Linked DNA regions of Mus musculus: region 2 is linked to region 1. The links are chromatin contacts, called in public Hi-C maps. All regions are on one chromosome and are shown on one strand. The core of a region is the stretch at or near the end of the contact, and the rest is flanking DNA. Distances in the headings are between cores, read along the strand shown.

Region 1 (3,510 bases), core at 421-2,920:
CAACTTCTGAAATAAACCTAATATACTCCTGTCATTTTGTAATAGGTATTTCTTCAAAGTGAAGTCCTCAGCATTGGCAATTGCAAAATTAAAATATGGATGACTCTGAAAATATTGAAAATAGTCTATGTCCTACATATAGTATCAAATATTCACCCAATATTTAATTCTGTATTTAAAAATAAGCAAACATTTCCCTCATTAGTGTACAAATTTATTTTAATAATAATGAATGGTAAAATTGCATCTATACAACAGGATTATCTTAAAATAAATTCTTCATGATTGATTATCAATTCATTTTTATTTGATTACCTATTTTACATAAATATCCATTGGGTGTAACAGGATGGTGAGTTGAGAACATTTAAGATGTGACATTATATGCCACAAATATGGACAGTTAGTATATCTGTCTTAGTCACTGTTCTATTGCTGTGAAGATACAACATAACCAAGGCAAAAATAAAAATTGGGGTTGTTTACAGTTTCAGAGGTTCATCCACGATCATCATTAGTAGGGAGCATGTGACATGGAGGTAGACATGGTGATAGAGAAGGAGCAACTGAGTGTTGTATATCCTCTTCTTCTTCCTCCTCCTCCTCCTCCTCCGTAGGCAGTAGGAATAGAAAAACAATAGGCTTCGCATGGACTTTTGAAACCTCAAAGACCATTTGAGTGACACACTTCCTCCAACAAGGCCATCATCCCTCCTAATCCCTCTCATCCTTTCAAGTAGCGACCCTCCCTAGTGATTAAGCATTCAATTATATGAGCCTACGGAGACCTTTCTAATTTAGACTGCCATACAACTCATTAATATTTTTAAATATAAATTTGAAAATACCATTCTATTCTAGAAATACCCTAACATATATATGCATAAGTAATACCTAATATTATCTGGGTGTTCTCTCATCAGTCAAGTTGATGTGTAAAATAAACTGTTAGAGTAGTCCCACCTGCATGCACTAACCCTCCCAACATCACCATTCATTCTTAAAATACATCATTACACGTAGATTTTCAGGTCATTTTTCTTCAGGGCTATAAATCAAACCCAGAATTTTATGCTTTACCACTGAGCTACATCTCCAGAACCCTCTACCCCATTTGATTCCAGCAGAATCTATTACTTCTTCCAAATGAGAAGCAATTGGTTCACAGTCAGTTGTCCAGTGGTCTCATATGGTAGTTCTTTCCTCCTGCTTCTATTAATCACATCAAAGATTCTGCAATCAGGAGAAGCCATACAGTTCGCTGGCAGTATGAGGTGAAGACTGTATTTGAGATATAATAAAAACTCACAAAAATAAGACATAGAAGGCATAGGGGATGCATTCCACTAATTTTATAGTCTTATTTTTTCAGTATAAAATTTTTCCACATTGTTATTATTACACATATATGTGCATAAATATACAAATACAATTATGTGAATCCATTTGATGTTGCTTGTATGTATATGATTTCAGGGCTGGCACCTTGGTGTTACATAGCCAACTAAAGGGTCTCATGCATCTTTCTTATATCACTTAGTTGCCTATAGTTCTTTGTCCAGTGTTAGGGTCCCTGTGAGATTTTTCACTTACCTTAGCACTGTACTAGTGCTATCCTTGTCAGATCTTGTTTAAGTTGCCATATGGTTGAGGTATCATGAGTCATTTCAAAGAGATACTATCTAAAGCAGATTTCCACATTCTCTGAGTCTTATTATAAATGTATGTAATGGATCTGGGAACCCCATGAATAGTTTTTCTCTGCATTTGGACAAGTTGTGGCTTTCTTTGGTGGTCTCTGTTGCAAAGAGAAGTTTCCTTGATGAGGGTTGAAAGCTACGCTTGTCTGTGGGTGTAAGGGTTTTTTGAATACAGGTAGTTAAGTATGCTGTTTTAGAAAAGTGGTAGTAAGAAGTTCTCCTTTAATAACACAGGTGACAGAAGCCCTGGGTTTCCAGTATCAGTTTTCCCTTCAGCAATAGGACCTTACCATCATGTTTTAATAGGCTCCCAAGCGCAAGGGCAAAAGCCTGTATTGTTTGGCCTTTCTCCAGTATACATTTCACCAACAATTTAGCATCCTACAACAAGCACTGGACTTTTTATTTCACAACAAATGGCTTCTAGAAGGAGCAGAATTTCCTGTGTGAGACAACTGTAAGTAAATTCTTCTCTCCTCCCTAAGCACTCTAAAATAGTAGGTATCCATATGGCTTTTTCAAATGCCTTTAGTTAGTTCTATACTGCCTACACTGATGTTTTGATTTCAGTGGGAAGATCAGTCTTACCTAAAAGTCCTGGAGCCTGTGAGTTTTGCTGTATGGAAACAGAGATTAAGGTAGGGAGGGGGAGACATCTATGCTCTTCCTACTGTGATCAGACTGTAAAACTAGGCTTTAGATAAATATTTGGTTATTTTTCTTCCTGGAAAGAATGACATTCTATTTTTAGTTTGTTTTTGTCTTTCAGGTTTTCTTTTTGATTTGTTGTTTTCTTAGGTTTGTTTATTTTCTCTCCAGCCCTGTTAAAAACACTGACATTCTTTTCTTTGAAGGAAAACTCCCATATACAACTAAAAGCAGTATTTCTCACATTTTAGGTTCATTTCCTAACCTACATAAAATGATATTTCCTAACCATTTTTTCCTTATGTAGTCAAATACCACTTTGAGTATTGAGAATAATTTATGTAAATTAAGTTAGCATTGTATTCTAATTTTTCTAAATTTGTAGTGCATTAATTGTGAATCCCCCATTTTAGTTTCTTTTTAATTTTGACTCTGAGAATTCCTAGGTTGTGAATCACTTCATATTGGAGCATTGCTGAGATCTACAGGAGATACTCAGCCAGGGCAATCTAATGCTTTTTTCTGGGCATTATAAGTAATATTCATTTTGATAATAAAATTCTTAGAGTTAACTTGGAAGCTCATGATTTTCTCACTATAGAGAAAAATAAATATTGGTTTACATGGTCATATGAAACACAAATCTGAATATCTATGTCTTTGTTTCTAGTAACTGTTTTCTCCTGACCTGGTAAGAAGTTATGTTTGAATGCTTATCCATGGACAAGAACATTTATTCAGATCCCTGTATTTAGATGTATTGGATATAGTTCATTTTGAGTGCTCAGAGCACAGCCTTGACACCTCTAGATAAATCTGATGTAAAAAACTCTTGTCTCAAGCCATAGATTAAATTTTGTTATCATTTTTCACTGATAGACATTCCACACTTGTATTTTGGCAATTGTAGATTTTCTTTTCTTGCCTCTAAACTCAATTCATTGTGCATTTAATTTTAATTTTGTTTTGTATATACACTTTTCTGTCTTTGTAAGTTATATACCATGTCTCTTGGTGAGTTTAAAATGAAGATGTCGCCAGGTATACAGGTGGACATGTTTCTTATTTGTCATGTCGACTTAGCAGCTCCTGTAATATCCTTCATCATGTGGGATACACAAGCAGGATGAGGGCAGAGATGAGGCACCCAGATAGCAGGCAA
Region 2 (3,656 bases), core at 600-3,099, 390 kb before region 1:
GCTCCTGTATCCTGACCTGCTTGAGTTCCAGTCCTGACCTCTTCTGGTGATGAAGAGCAATTTGGAATTGTTAACTGAATAAATACTTTCCTCCCCAACTTGCATCTTGGTCATGATGTTTTGTTCAGGAATAGAAACCCAGAATAGGATAGAAACATTTATAAAAGAAAGTGTGTTATTAATGACATCCTTATAGTTTAAGAGGGTTACTCCATTAACATTATTGTGGGGATAACACGGGCATGGTTTTGGAGCAATCACTGATTTAGATGTTTATCTGTAGGTAGCAGACAGAGGAAGACTACTAAGCCTGGTATGGGCTTTTGAAACCTCATATCTCATACCCAGTGACATACTTTCCCAACAATCCACACCTACTTTAACAAGACTACATCATCTAATCCTTTTGATCATTTCAACTAGAGAGTAATACACACACACACACACACACACACACACACACACACACACTTACCTGTGATGGGTGTAGTAAGAGGATGCAATGGCTATCAAGAACCACAGTATGACCTATGACAACCAGTTATATGGCTAAACTAATCAGGGATAGTGGGACCTGGCGCTTCCTTGTGCTGTTCCAGGGATTGACCTGACTGGAGTAGCCATTACTTTCTTTTATAACTTCTTATTAAATTAGAGGGGGAAATAATCTCTGTTTTCAAGTTTACCAAAATTTCACATATAAACCAAGTCTTTAATTGTTTGGAAGGTTTTATGTCTTAAAGCTGGGTGAGGTTCTGGAACATTTTGCAAAAATCTCACTCAGCTTCAGTGTTCCCTCATTCATCATCCAAAAGCAAGGCTTGTCTAATTGGGATAAGGGAGTAGAGTTATTCCACTACAACCTTGAAACATCATCAGGCCAAATAATTACAAACCAGGGCTGCTGTGGTGTTGCAATGTACAAGTGTCAACTTATGAATAAACACTAAAACCTCTTAACTCATTGTGTCTAGCCACAAGAATATTTTCTGGAAGATACTAGCCTCCAACCCTGCCTCTATTCAAATCACAAAGGAAAGACTGAAAATTTGGCAAGAAAGAATTAAAACACATGGCTTCTTATTATAAATTGCTTATATTTTAAATACATTTATTAATCATACTTATTCCTATACATACTTAATGCAAAAGCAGACAAGACGATGGGTTTAAAAGAAAATTGCTCAGTGTCTACTACTTTAGCCTACATATTCACCTGTTTCTTTCTTGGGCTAGGAGAACAGATCATAGGTTGTACAGCTTCATTTCTATATTCTCACTATTTATCTTCCAATGAAGTGCTTGAAATGAAGATTTAACACACATTTCTTGAAAGACAAAATGAGTGTCTGTGGAGGGAGAAGGTTGGGCACAAGAGCAAGACACACTGCAGTTCTAATGTTAATCTGTGAGGATGCTAACCATATCATTCATGCAAAGAGGACAGAGGCTGCAACCATTGCACTAATGCAGACAATATACCATCAGGGCACCTTTGAAGTTTTAGGATTTTTTAATGATCTCTGTGTGATTTTTAAACTCAGATTCTAATTCTGATCCTTTGGATCACTGGATTTGCAAAAGATGCCTTTGGATCCCAGGATTAGCAAAAGCTGCAGACAGACGACTTTCTAGCTAAAAATAAAAACAATTAAAATGAAACCTGACAAGTTATGCAAATTGTAAAGGATTGTGGTAAGTGGGGGGCTGGGGAGATAAGGCAACTGAAAGGCAACAACAACTCCTGGGTGGAAAATTTGATTTGTGCCAAGACAACCCTGTGAGCTCAGGATGTTGACAAGGGAGTGAGTTCTTCTTCCAGAAAAGCAGCAGCAGCAGCAGCATTATGAGTCAGCAGGAGATGAGCAGCTGGCTTATAATCAACACCAAAACAGCTGGACCCAGATGCTGACAGTTGGGCCTGCGAAGCTCTATTTTCCATGCCCAACTGTATGTTCCAGGCCTGCACTGTAAAGAAGAACCCCAGATGGAGAATCATCTTTGCAGTAAAGGAAACCAACATTGTATCTCTCAGCTACCCTGAACAGCTCTGAGTTGCTTTTGGAGTGCAAAGGAGAGAAAGAGCACAGCATGACGTCAGCCCTTGACAATGGCAGGCAATTTGCTCCAAGAACTCTGAGAATACTTCACTTGTACTGTGAAAACTGGAGATGCTTGGATTAAAGTATAAAAATAAACAGATCTGGATTACTTGGGCTACTTAATTCAATGGAAATTGCTGAACAAATTATAATGTCTTGTTAGGCCAGTAGCAGTGACTTAAACAAATCTACACAGGCTCAGGACAGATGGTCTTTCCCAAGTTCTTTTTATATAAAGTTGGTTGAGTTCAAATACAAACTCTGGGCATGCAAACAGGACTACTGCACTTATGTTTCTGCTTAGCTGGGCTTTGATAAGTTTTCTGCTTCCACAGGAACATCTGTGTCTTTCTACATTCAGTGCCAGTAGATACTGAACAATTCTCTGACACCTACTATGACAGATGGTAGCAGTAGAGGCACCCCTGATAGATCATTTGTTATACCTTCCCCAAGAGTTACTGTCATCTCATAAAGAATGATCATGACTCCTTTTTTGGACCTCATCCTTGTTGCTTGTGTGAGACTCTGGCAACCTGCAGGCATCTCACTGCTCTATATAGGAATCCATCAAATCACATTATTTCTGGTGAGGCATGCTGAGTATGGAGGAAAGCTCTCACTTGGCCTACACCTAGATGTGTTCTATTGTGTAAATTCCACATAAATTGTTTGTCTTTGAAAATGGCAAAATTTTCTGAAAAATAATGTGGGTTAATCAGTGAGTTATTTATATTAAAATCTGTAAACCAAGTGAAACAAAATTATTTAGTTAAATAATAAAATAAGGTGGAGTATGCCATCTTTTAATATCTTTCTGTTTGCTCATATATATTTTCTTAATATATTAAAAACATATTAACCAGCAGGTTTAGAAATGACTACAATTGAAGCAGAATAGAGAACAAAGAATTTTATACCACTGCATTGGAGAGACCAGTCTGATGAAGGTATAATTGGCTTTCTTCAACAGGAAAACTATAAGCAATGACTATCTAGGAAGTAAACGAAACTTTCTTTTAAGGCTTAGTAGAAAGGATCTACTTTTCTATATCTGTCATAGATGCATTCACCTTGTTTTATAACTGTTTAAAAAATCCTGTGTCATTTCCTATATATTCTTAATATCTTTACATAAAAAAAAGATGAAAGAACAGAGAAATGTGAATTTTTTTCTCTTCCCTATGTCCAGCATATTAGGCCATTTGCGATTAGGTTAAAAACTAATTGAAAGAGACTTTGTCTACCAGTTAATAACTTCCATGCTGTAATGTTTAACAAAAAAGATTTAAACATTTGTCAGATTTCCATGGTGCTGAATTAGATTTGGAAAAAAAATAGGTAACTATTAAATACATTTAGTGTGTGATGTTAATTAAGTCTAACGTTTCTCTCTGTGTGATTCTGTCTGTGTTTTTGTCCAGATGAACTGGTCATTAGATAAAGGAGGATATTGGAATGAACTGTTACTAACAGAATGATGTTAATCTGTGTCTTAAAATCCAGTACTAGGGTTTGTTTGTTTGTTTGTTTGTTTGTTTGTTTGTTTGTTGG

Evidence for each region. Hi-C and Micro-C count contacts between places; a contact is called where the count stands out from the background.
Region 2: a Hi-C map of cortical neurons shows a contact between it and region 1, with 2.4 times the contacts expected there. The contact joins two enhancer-like sites. A contact is called at or near these places in 3 of 484 Hi-C or Micro-C datasets (cerebral cortex and cortical neurons).

What each region holds. Positions count from the first base shown.
Region 1 is chr17:54,361,896-54,365,405 of GRCm38.p6, reverse strand. All of the region lies in intron 1 of 1700025K24Rik (RIKEN cDNA 1700025K24 gene), which reads left to right. Among named protein-coding and RNA genes, the nearest start is that of 1700025K24Rik, 6.4 kb to the left of the region's middle. Within about 2 kb of position 1,670, at least 2 of the 459 cell types and tissues checked have an H3K27ac peak or open chromatin away from gene starts, as enhancers often do. A contact at or near this core is called in cortical neurons, where this site is marked.
Region 2 is chr17:54,751,979-54,755,634 of GRCm38.p6, reverse strand. No RefSeq gene overlaps it. Among named protein-coding and RNA genes, the nearest start is that of Gm32055, 99 kb to the left of the region's middle. Within about 2 kb of position 1,849, at least 24 of the 459 cell types and tissues checked have an H3K27ac peak or open chromatin away from gene starts, as enhancers often do. A contact at or near this core is called in cortical neurons, where this site is marked.